2 separate regions of the Mus musculus genome follow, and region 2 is linked to region 1. The links are chromatin contacts, called in public Micro-C maps. All regions are on one chromosome and are shown on one strand. The core of a region is the stretch at or near the end of the contact, and the rest is flanking DNA. Distances in the headings are between cores, read along the strand shown. Region 1 holds the start of Chd6 (chromodomain helicase DNA binding protein 6). Region 2 has its middle 52 kb from the start of Gm35374.

What was found. Hi-C and Micro-C count contacts between places; a contact is called where the count stands out from the background.
Region 2: a contact with region 1 is called in a Micro-C map of embryonic stem cells, with 2.6 times the contacts expected there. The contact joins the enhancer-like site here to the promoter of Chd6 in region 1. A contact is called at or near these places in 4 of 484 Hi-C or Micro-C datasets (the N1E-115 cell line, embryonic stem cells and myocytes).

What each region holds. Positions count from the first base shown.
Region 1 is chr2:161,105,839-161,111,286 of GRCm38.p6, forward strand. Chd6 (chromodomain helicase DNA binding protein 6) reads right to left here and starts at 3,248. Exons shown (of 37, transcript NM_173368.3): 1 at 3,151-3,248.
Region 2 is chr2:161,336,057-161,341,504 of GRCm38.p6, forward strand. No RefSeq gene overlaps it. Among named protein-coding and RNA genes, the nearest start is that of Gm35374, 52 kb to the right of the region's middle. Within about 2 kb of position 3,400, at least 52 of the 459 cell types and tissues checked have an H3K27ac peak or open chromatin away from gene starts, as enhancers often do. A contact at or near this core is called in the N1E-115 cell line and embryonic stem cells, where this site is marked.

The DNA.
Region 1 (5,448 bases), core at 1,998-4,497:
TGTCTCAAGTGTCTCACATTCCACTGCAAATAAAATATTCCTTAAGGAACAGACACCAAACCCTAACTATTACTTTATGTATTTTGGAGTCCGCAGTATAATAATCTGGTATAGGAAAATGCAGGCAACCCCAGGAAATCCACTGTAGCTTTTTACTCAAACTAAATCACAGCTTTTATGAGGGATGGAAGTAGAAGAAACATAAGTATTTATTAAGAACCAAACTATTGCAGGCTTTGCAATAAGCAGTACAACCACTGGGGAAAAGGGACTAAAGAAAGCAGTTTCTTCATTGGATGTGGATACCATCTCTGTCCTGTAGCAAAGGTATTTCTGCAGGGAGAGACTGAATCCAATAACCTATTCAAAGGGCACATGTAGACCCACTGGTCTTTCCCAACAGACTTCCCACATAAGTTGGAGGGCACATGCAATGACAGGACAGGACCCCGCTCCATGGTTTTAACACAAGAGAAAATGATCACAAACTCGGTTGGGATTAAGCCATGCTTCCAGAAAACCAAAAATATTTTTTAAATTTAAACCAAAGAATCTTCAAAATATAGTGGTCTCAGGACATACTGTTTCTGATTAACCTTCTGCGATATTCAGCTGGAAAAAAAAAATCACAAATTTAATGTGGTTCCTAAAGAGATACAGCCCTGCTAAATATTCTTTGCTATTTGAGACAGTTACAAGGAAAGTATACTGATAAATACAAAGAAATCTCCTGCAGATCTTCCTGAAATGGAAGGCCTAACTCTGGTTCTCTCACTCCACTTCTAACTGGTTTTTCAACTTCTAGCCTGAAGTCATATACTGAGAAGAGTCAGGGGCCTCCTATTACACCACTATAAAAATAATTATAAAGATACTTGAAAGTTGTGGTAGAAAGGGGGGAAAAGAAAAGAAAACAAAAAATAAAGATCGTGACTCCAGAGAAACTGCAACATCGGAGACCACAAAACCAATGTCATTTCACCAAGACAGACTACATACACACACAAAAAAAAAACCACTTCAAACTACTTACTATAAGCAGAGATTCCCAAACAACAGAGTGAGGGTAGGGATATGTACAGGTTAGCTTTTTGTGTGTGCTTGGGTAAGTGCGCCTGTGCACATGGAGGCCAAATGTCAAATGTTTCTTCCTCAATCTTACTACCACATTTTTTGAGACAAGGTCTCTCACTCTAGAGTTTGCCAATTCAGCTAGGTTGGCTGGCTGGCCCACAAGCCCCAGAGATGACAGGAGTTAGCCATAATGCCTGATTTTTTAATGTGGATGCTAGAGATACAAACTTGAGTCTTAATGCTAACATGGCAAACACTTTACCACACAGGCCATCTTCCTAGTCTTTGGGTTAGTTTAAATACAAAACATTAATAATCCATCTATGAAATCTTGGGACAGAAGGAACTCCAAATTAAGTCACACCGCTTCACATTTTCCCAGGCCCTTGGTTAAAGGGATGGATACACCCCTTATGTGAAACCACCTGCTCTGGTTGGCATAAACCAGGCTACATGACAACTCATGCCTAATCATTTTATCATACACACATCTCAAATCCTTCTGTTGCCAGAGAACCACAAAGTTCACAAAAAACTCTCTCAGAGGCTGCCAACCTGATCTTCCAACTTGGCTTCCAACTAAACTACTGTGCTACCCACAGTGAATGAGACAGACCCGCTCACTCCCTTACAATAAGTCAAGCACTCAGAGCTCTGAAAGAAAGCATGGTGTCTGTCCAGACTTTTCCAAAAGCACCATAAGCAGATCCCCATGGAGTATGCCAATATGAGGGCCTACTGGCATGGTATTCTTATATACCATTTGGGAAATAATCAAATCCTAGGCAAAATATTTCAGACACTCTTGAAAACTGTCAATATTTAAAATATCTATTTTCTCTGTTCATGGATCTGTTACAGCAGAAATGAACAGTTTCTTGAGGGGTGGCAAAAAAGGCACAAACAAGCCCCGGAGAAAGATGCTCAGAGATGCCAGAGACTCTCTAGAAACCTTGGCCAGATTACTAATGGTCTATAAAGCCTAATTTGGAGAACACGGGCCTACGAGCTCAAAATTGAATTATACTGCCTTATTAGATCCCACACTCGTGAAACCACAGTCATATTAGTCATAACTGAAACTAGGAATACTCTATGTACACAAATATAAAGTGCATGCTTATGCATTTTTAATTGGATCAAATAAAACTGAAGCTGCAAACAAACTCACATTTCAATTATCTCACTAGTGCGGGGATTTCCTAATAACCTCGTTTTAAAACCCAAGGAGCTGCCAACCCCTCTCCACATCTGACAGGCATGGTCCCTGGAAATTTTAGGAAGGACATTCCTCCGTTACTTCTCAACAGAGAAGAGAAATAAATACCCTGAAGGAAACAGATTTTTTTCTTTTTTTTTTTTTCATATTCCCTCTCTCTAATTTCTTTGCAAGCTCTAACATGCAATCTAATAACGCACCAAACTTGGCAGCGGGGTAGCTTGGTGGCTTGGAGTCTTGAGGGCTCAAATTTTCGGGGGCGAGTGCGCGTTAGTGCGTGAGGAGCCGGCCGGAGGGGCGCGCGACCCGGGGACGCGCCGGGGCCCCCGCCCCCTCCCGGAGCAGCAGCCTGGCACCGGCCCACCCTCCTCCACCCCTGCAAACAGACGCAGGACGCGGAGCGGAGCAACTTCTCCGCGGGGGCGGTAGCGGCTGGCGGGCGCGGGGGTGGCCCTCACGCGCCGTGGGCCGCCGGGGTCCCCTGGGAAGCCTTGGCAGGCCCCGCCCCGCCGCAAAGGCCCGCGCTTGGGGTCTGAAGCAGGACCCCAAGCCTGGGCGCGTGGCCCCGCAGTGGCGCTCTCCCAAGGACGGAGGGCGGGCGGCCAGAGCGCGCGGCAGCCGGGAGGGGCGGACGCCAAACCCCTCGCCTCAGGCCTCGGGGCCCTCGGCCTGGCCGAACGCCCGCGGCCGCGCTCGGACCCCTGCCCGGCCGGGCCTCGCGCCGCCGCGGCCCCTCAGCCCCGCTCCATTCATAGGGCAGCCCCATCCCGGCCAGCGGGGCGGAGACAGGGTCCCCGCGGGCAAGCCCAGCTTGTCGGGGCCAGGCAGGAAAATAAAAAGTTAAGAGAAGAACTTACCTAAAATGGCTCCTGCAGCAGCCAAAATACAAACAGCTATTATTTGGTGAAGTTTAGCTCAGACACCCTGCAAGGACACCCTAACCCAGCTTGGGCCCGCCTTCCCTGCCGCGCTATTGGGTTTCGCCTGCCCAAAACACAGGTTCATTGGTCGTGTGGGCTGCCGATCAGACAGAAGCCCGTTTCAAGCTTGCTTGCAGGAGCGAGTGATGGGCTTGCTCCATTGTGCTCGTATTTGCATGGATGTGATCGCAGCGGTGATTGGTCGATGTCGGAGCCGCTCCGCCTCCCAGCCTAGATCTCCCCGCCTTGCAGACAGCGCAGCTCCCGGCCCGCCCCCCCGGAATGAAGCGGCCGGGCCGCGGGGGCGGGGCGGGGCTGGGGTCCCGCAGGCGGAGGGGGCGGGGCGGGGTGCTGCGCTCTGTTTTGCAAGCAGGGGGCGAGGACCTGGGCGCTGGCCCGCGGCTGGGGCTCAACCTGCAGGTGGAGGTCTCGCAGGTAGTGGGCAAGCAAGCTGGAAAACCCGGGATTGGCTCTCCGGAGGTGGGAGAAGATGTACTGGGGTCCCACGACGTGAGCGCCCCGCCGGCGCCCAGATCCTGCAACGCGCACTCGAGGAGAGGTGAAGGTCCCAACGGACAGGAAAAAGAAGATGCTGAGAGGCCGAGGGAAGCGAGGAGCCGGGTCGTCAGTCTCCAGCTGCTTATACTGCAGATCCGCCTGGCTCCCTAGCATACTAGGAACGTCTTCCCAGGGCCCTGCACACCCCGGGAGTTTTCCAGCCCTGAGGATCCTGCAGCGCATTGGATATGCTTCAGTAACATCAGGAGTGGAACCATGGTGTGTTTATTTTCGGGCCTATCTCCACTACCATCCTTGTAGCATCCTCAAGGACAGGGCCTAGCATATGACAGAGATTCAACCAATTGTTGTCTTCCGTAATTCGTTTTTTAGCAGCTAATTTTTAAGTGCCCACTAAATACCTGACATTGATCTGAGACGGAGGATGTAGCGGTCAATAGGACAAAGCCCTTGCACTCACCGAACAGGCAAAGGAAAAGCAATAAATAAAATAAATAAATGAACACAGAGGCAGGTAGTGATAAATGCCATAAAGAAAACAGATGGCGGGAGGAAGGACATCAGACCAGAGATGGGGGAGGAACAATTAGGGCAAGGAGGAATTTAGAGCCTATCCTGCCTAGCTAAATATTCCTCATAGCATCCTCCCTACTCTGGGACCTGGTGATCACTTTTCCTCTTCACTCCTGCCTGTCCCATCTGGAGTGTTTCCCCAGTGAATACTTAAATAAAAGAAGAAGAAAAAAAAGTCCAAAACTGGCTGGACTCTGACTTTAAAAGCTCACTTTATCTTAATTAAAGCAGGAATGATCTGAGTCTGATGACTCCAAGAGCAGTTTGTCAGAATTGTTTAGGATGAGGGTGGTATGAGTGTGTCAAGGGTAATCACAATGTTAACAGAGCCTTCCTGTACTCCCTAAGAGAATATGTTTAGCTTCTTAGAAGTCCTGGTTGTCTTATGTCTTTCAGCCAATGGCCCTAATTCTCTTCTGGGTCCTGCTTCTTGTACTAGCTAGTTTTATGCCAACTTGACACAAACTAGAGTCATCAGAGGAGGGAGCCTTGATCAGACTATAGGTAAGCCAGTAGGGCATATTTTTAAATGATTCATGGGGGAGGGCCCAGCCCATTGTGGGCAGTGCCACTCCTAGGCTGGTGGTCCTGGGATCTATAAGAAAACAAGCTGACCAAGTCATAAGGAGCAAGCTAGTAAGCAGCACCCGTCCATGGCCTCTCTATCAGCCCCTGCCTTCTGATTCCTACCCCTTGTGAGTTCCTGCCCTCTCTGCTTTTGGTGAGAAGTGTTACATGGGGCTGTGAGAAACAAAACCCTTTCCTCCTCAAGTTGCTTTTGATCATGGTGTTTCATCACAGTAACAGTAATCCTAGCTAAGGCACTTCTTCATTTCTTGGACTACCCCAGTAATTTGTCTAGTTTGAAAGTGCACATCACATAGCTGTCTCACCTGCCACCTTTTTCCATTTGTTTCAAGGATGGCCACAATGTGTCACAGCCCAAACTTTCTCCTCTTTCCATCTTTCCTTAGCTATTAAGTATCAGCTATGTCTGTAGGTATTGTTTTTATAGATACAAAGATAGAGTATTAAGGCAGACAGCATCCTGGTTCAAAGGGAGGCTTGCAGTCTGGAGACAAGACAGAGAGAAGTACATCCCAAGAATCGCCAATCCTGCCAAGCTGGTAGCTAACTGTCCTT
Region 2 (5,448 bases), core at 2,150-4,649, 230 kb after region 1:
ATCAACTTAAACAGCTCAGAGTTATCTGAAGGAGCCTCAGTTGGGATCTTGCCTAGATCAAATTGGCATGGGATCATGTATGTGAGGCGTTTTTCTTGATTGCTGATTGATGTAGGAGGGCCCATTCCACTGTGGGCAGCACCATCCCTAGGCAGGTATGCCTGGACTATGTAGGGAACCAACAAACCAGTGTTTCCCTTTGGTTTTGGCTTCAAGCTCCTGCCTTGAGTTCCTGCTCTGGCTTTCCTTGATGACTGACTGAAACTTGAAAGCTGAAATAAACTCTTTCTTCCTCAAGTTGCTTTTGGTCACGGTGTTTATCACAGCAATAAAAAGGTAACTCATAAAATAGGATTCTCTTCCTCACAGGGCATTGGCTAGAGGTCTCTCTCAGTTCTTTGTCACACGAGCCTCTTCATAGGCTGCTGATATCACAGCACCTGTCTTCCATCAGAATAGGTGATGGAAGACTGGGAATATAGTAAAAGGGGGTTTGTGATTCAGAGGACTGTGTTCTACCCTGCATATTTCTGCTGTTCTTTCTTCTCTAACCTTCTGGTCTTTCCCTGATTTGTTGGGCCTTTTTACCTGGCCAGAGGCAATAGACTTCTAGGTTGTCCACCTTATTTCTGCCTTCCTTTCCCCATCTATATCTTGTCTCTGGCTTTACGGCTGAGGTGGGAATGGATGGTAAGGGTGGGTATACAGTAAACAAGGAGTCTAGTTCCAGACCCATTCTTTTGCAGAGTGATTATTATCCAGGTCAATACTGAGCCCCAGCAGTCTGTTGGAGGTGGCAAGGGTGAGTCCTGGCAGGTATAGTGAGGGGTAGGTATTTGACAGTGTCTAAGAAGGTTAGTGAGTAGAAAAGAGCATTGCTAATCCCAGAGTAGAAAGGGGTAGGTCAGGTGCTCTCCCTGAAACGTGTGACCCAGCATGCATTCTTAGAGTGACAGTCCTGTGCTGTACTTCTGAATCAGGTCTGGACACTCTTGTCAGCCTGGGCCTTGCTCCACCAGTACTATTTATTAATCGTTGCTATTACCACTTGGGTCACCGAGTCTCAAGATCCACTGGCATGGGCACTGTTTCCTTCACTGCTTTCCAGCTGCAGAGAGAACTATCTGCCAGGAGCTTCATCTCTGAGAAATCTGCAGCTCTGAGGGCAGGGGGACCTACCTTGTCAGATCTTATCTCCTCTGTAATGTAAAGGCTGCCTGACTTTTTACAAAGCCCAGAATAGCGGAGCCAACACAGGATCTGGAGAAGGCAACTCTAAGGATTAGATCCTAGACCTGTCCCTGATTCGCTGGGTACCCTTGGGAAGCTACTGACCCTCTCTGAGCCTCAGCTTCTTGGTCTGCAAAATGGGACGAGTAGGGATGATAATCTCATGATAAAGATAAGAGAAAACTCTCACGGATATACCTATTCTATTGCAGGGATACAAACTCGTTTGTTTTGGTTAAGACATACGGAGAGCACACAGTACACAGTGGAGGGTCCTCCATGGATGCCTTTTCTCCACCCACACAGATGCTGTGCATCTGCTCCAGTCCCTGGGTGATAAAGTCTGGCAGGGAAAAACCATCACCTACCTATTCTTGGCAGATGCCGTTGGAGAAGCACAGAGCATAAAGACTAGCAAGAGCTGCTCCTTATCTCAAGTACCTGCACTCAACCCTCATCCTATGGGGTGAGAATCACCATTGCCACCATAATTTAGACACGAGGCACCGGAAACCCCAGGATGAGTCTTTTTCTCCATGCTCTTCAGCTATTTGCTGGTGTGATTTCTCTTCTGACCGTGACTGACCCCCACCCCCTTGATGGCATGAATACTTCAGCTCTTACCCTTTGTAGCACTTACTGTTGTTGCTGTGACAAAACACCATGACCAAAAATGCCTCATGGAAGAAAGAGTTTATGTTGGCTTGTGGCTCCAGAGGGATAAGGGTTCATCAGTGGTGGGAGTTGTGGCCGTAGGGACAGAATCTCAGGGACCACATCCTCCAACACAGACACAAAGCACAGGATGTGGACTGTAAGGAAGAGGAGGCTGTGCATGCTCAAAGCCTGTCCTGAGTGGTGTACTTCCTCTAGCAAGGTTCTACTCCTGAAGGTTCCGTGTCTTCCGCAAACAGTACCACCAATTAGGGATCAGGTTTCGAACTACATGAGTCTGTGGGGGGCATTTCTCACTCAAATCATCAAGTTTTACTTCCTGGTCCCCAGAAGCTCATATCATAATGCAAAATGCATTGAGTTCAATTTCAGAAAGTCCCCTCAGCCTCAATACTGTTCAAAAGTCCAAAGTCTCTTCTGAGACTCAAGGCGATCTCTCAACTATAACCTCCTGTAAAACCAAAAACAAATTACATCTTTTCACCGAACAATAACACAGAATGTATATTTTCCTTTTCAACAGGGAGCAATGGAGGCAAAATGAAGAAATATTGCGCCAATGTGAGAAACCCAGCAGGGCAAAACACCACATCCCGTAGCTCCATGTCTGGGATACCTCTGCTGTTTGAAACATCCATTTCACAGCAGCCAGCCCCTGAATGTTTTTTTTATAGAGCTTGAGTTAAGTATTCTTTCAGACATACCTGGAGCTAGTATGATGTATGTTATTCAGATCCATGAGATTAGAATGTGATGGGAGCAAAAACAGATAAACGATTACTACTCACACTACTGCTTAACACCAGCATTTGTTCCCATCTGACATGCTCTAGTACAGTGCATTGTCCTGTTCAGCGAGGTTTATACAGTCTCTTTTTTTCACTGAAGAAACACTGGGCACTTACAATGTATTAGCTAATGTGCTCTTCAGTAGCGCTCAACGGAACCCTTGGCCTTACTTGCTGGGAGATGTTGAAGAAGAAATGGAACTATCAGGGGTTTCAGTGTGCTGGGAGCCTACTAGGGAGACTGGTATTCAGGAAGTTAGATTCTGATTTTATTTTACTGTGAAGTTTTCTTCCAGCATTTCCTGAGCTGCAGTTGATTCCCTCTAGGGCGGGGCTAGGAGTGGGAGGGATGAGTTTCTTGTCCTTAGAGGTGTTCAAGCAAAGACAGAACGGCCACTTGGTGGGGATATTGTAGAAGAGATTAACATTTCAGACTCTTGGAAAAGGAAATTGTTGGATGAGGGCCTGTCCAATGCTAAGAATTAACTTCTAGAAGGAAGCAGCAACACACATAATATGAACAAAAGGTGGTGCCTTCATGAATCCTGTGGCTGCGAATCTGTGGGAGGATAAGGGGGGGTGGTGGTTATTGGATTTTCAACAGCTGGGGTTTGAAGACAATGCTGGCTGCGGATGGAGGTGGGGCCGCATCTCCCGTTGGAAGGGGCCTCCTGCAGCTACAGAAATCACTCTCTGGAGTAGACAAAGGACTTGCTGCTGGCATCCCTGCATCCTGTGGTTTGCAGCACCACCAGGGAAATCAGCGTCCTAGGAATGGTTGTTACCCGCCACTTGGACAGGAAATGTCGCAGACAAAGCCTTGTTTTTCTGCTCCTGGAATTAAGGTTTAGAGGCAGCTGCAAGGAAATCGATACGGAGCTGCTAAGCCCTTAATGAACGACAGCAAAAGGCTGATCCTGTTGCCTAAAACAGCTTTTTTCAAAGCTGCTTGTCTTGGGCGAGTGTTAACAAGAATTGATCGAGTTCCTCTGAGGTGTGGTTTCCAGGGTGCTGTGGGCCAGTGAAAGGGAGAGTGCCGTGGACCTAGAGGCGGTTGCCATGGGTGCAAGTGTTGCTCTGCAGCTGAGTCCTTAGGTTACCCAGGGCTAGTTGAGTGGTAGCAACCTGGAAGCCAGGTTGCTAAGTCTGTATAAAACTTTTCTGTCACCCCACCCCCTTTTATCCTGGGATCTGGGCCAAAGCTCGATAACTAAATGGGGCACAAAGCTCCAGCTTTAAGGAGGGGTAAACAAGTGTACTAAGTCTACATCCAGACCCCATGGGAGAAGTAAGGGTGGCAGTTACCCAGCTGCTGGCCTTAACTATCCTCTTATGAAGTCACTTCTGCTTAAATCTGAGCTTGTCTTCAGGAAACAAATCTGTAACTCTATGGAGAAAAGAAACAACTTAGTTAATAGGGATGCACAGGACACCCCAGCAGTGAAATGTCACCTGGTTAATGCTACTGTCTAATGGTGCTATCATCCATTGCTCCTCTAGAGGCAGGTGAAGCGTGGGTCACAGTTTCCTTGCCCACAGGGCCTGGGCAGATGTTTCTCCATCTGTCAAGTAAGCACCCGCTTTCTGCCTGCTTCCTATGTAGAAGTGTTGGGGAACAAGAGAAAACTCACTTGAGATGGGTCGGGCGAGCTGAGCTGCACCCCAATCAGATGAACTATAGTGATGCTTTGATCCCCACCCTGGAGGGGGAATCCTGAGCGACAGATTACAAATCGGGGAATTTGCATAAACATATTTTTGAACCATGTGCTATGTTTCTGATGCAGTGGAAGACTCCGCCAATCTGAAATCCTCACGGTGGCATCAAGGCATATGGTGACACAGATTTTTACACATGAAGTAACCAAACCCGTGCATGGTGACCAGTCAGTTCCCAACGGACCAGGTGTGAAATGTCTACTGAGACACAGGACTGTCAGTGCTAAACCCCAGAAAGTTTCAGGCAAATCACAATGAACTGGTAACTTCAAACTTGAGTCTAAGAAGCATAGCAACTTTCCTGAATACATGGCCGGTACGCGGCAGAGTTTGGGAGTGGCATGGGTCTGTTCTACCATCCTTAAATTCTGCCCTCTATTCCCTCTCTCCCTAAACTGATTGGATCGATAGGCATACACGGGTGAGAGCTCTGCATATGGGATAGTGCACTGGTCACCATGCTAGGACTGGAGAGGGAACAGGACTTTGCTGGGGAAGTCTGTCCTGTGCTGGGAGGCCTGAGAGTTTAATCTTCAATGTCTCTCTCGATGGTTCCCTTAAGAATAGACCAAAGCATATGAGTATAAAGCCCAGCTTTAGGAGCCACATGGCATGCTGGCTAGCCCTTTTATATGGATTGCTTTGTCTGGTTCAGAGGCCCTTAAACTCAAAGACTAGAAGTGGCCTATTAAAAAGGTATAGAGGTGGGAACTGGGGCCTGCCAACAAATATCCCAATTCTATGCACCGTTGGACGGGCTCACCAGTTGCATGTGGGTGACCTAAATCCTTTCTCTCAGCTCCTCCTGAACTGGGGCAATTGCCCCCTTCCCTGTAAAGTGTCCCTTGGCGACATTCTATCAGCTCTGGAATCAACTCAGGCTCTCTTGCTTGGCTGGCAAGGCTCTCTGAGGGCTGGCCCCAGCATCTCTTACAGCTTCATCTCCTGCCACACTTAGCGTCTTGAGTGGATTCCAGAAGCCCTGGCTCAGTATGATGCTCTGGCCTCCTGCCTTCACTGCCGCTAGTATGACTCC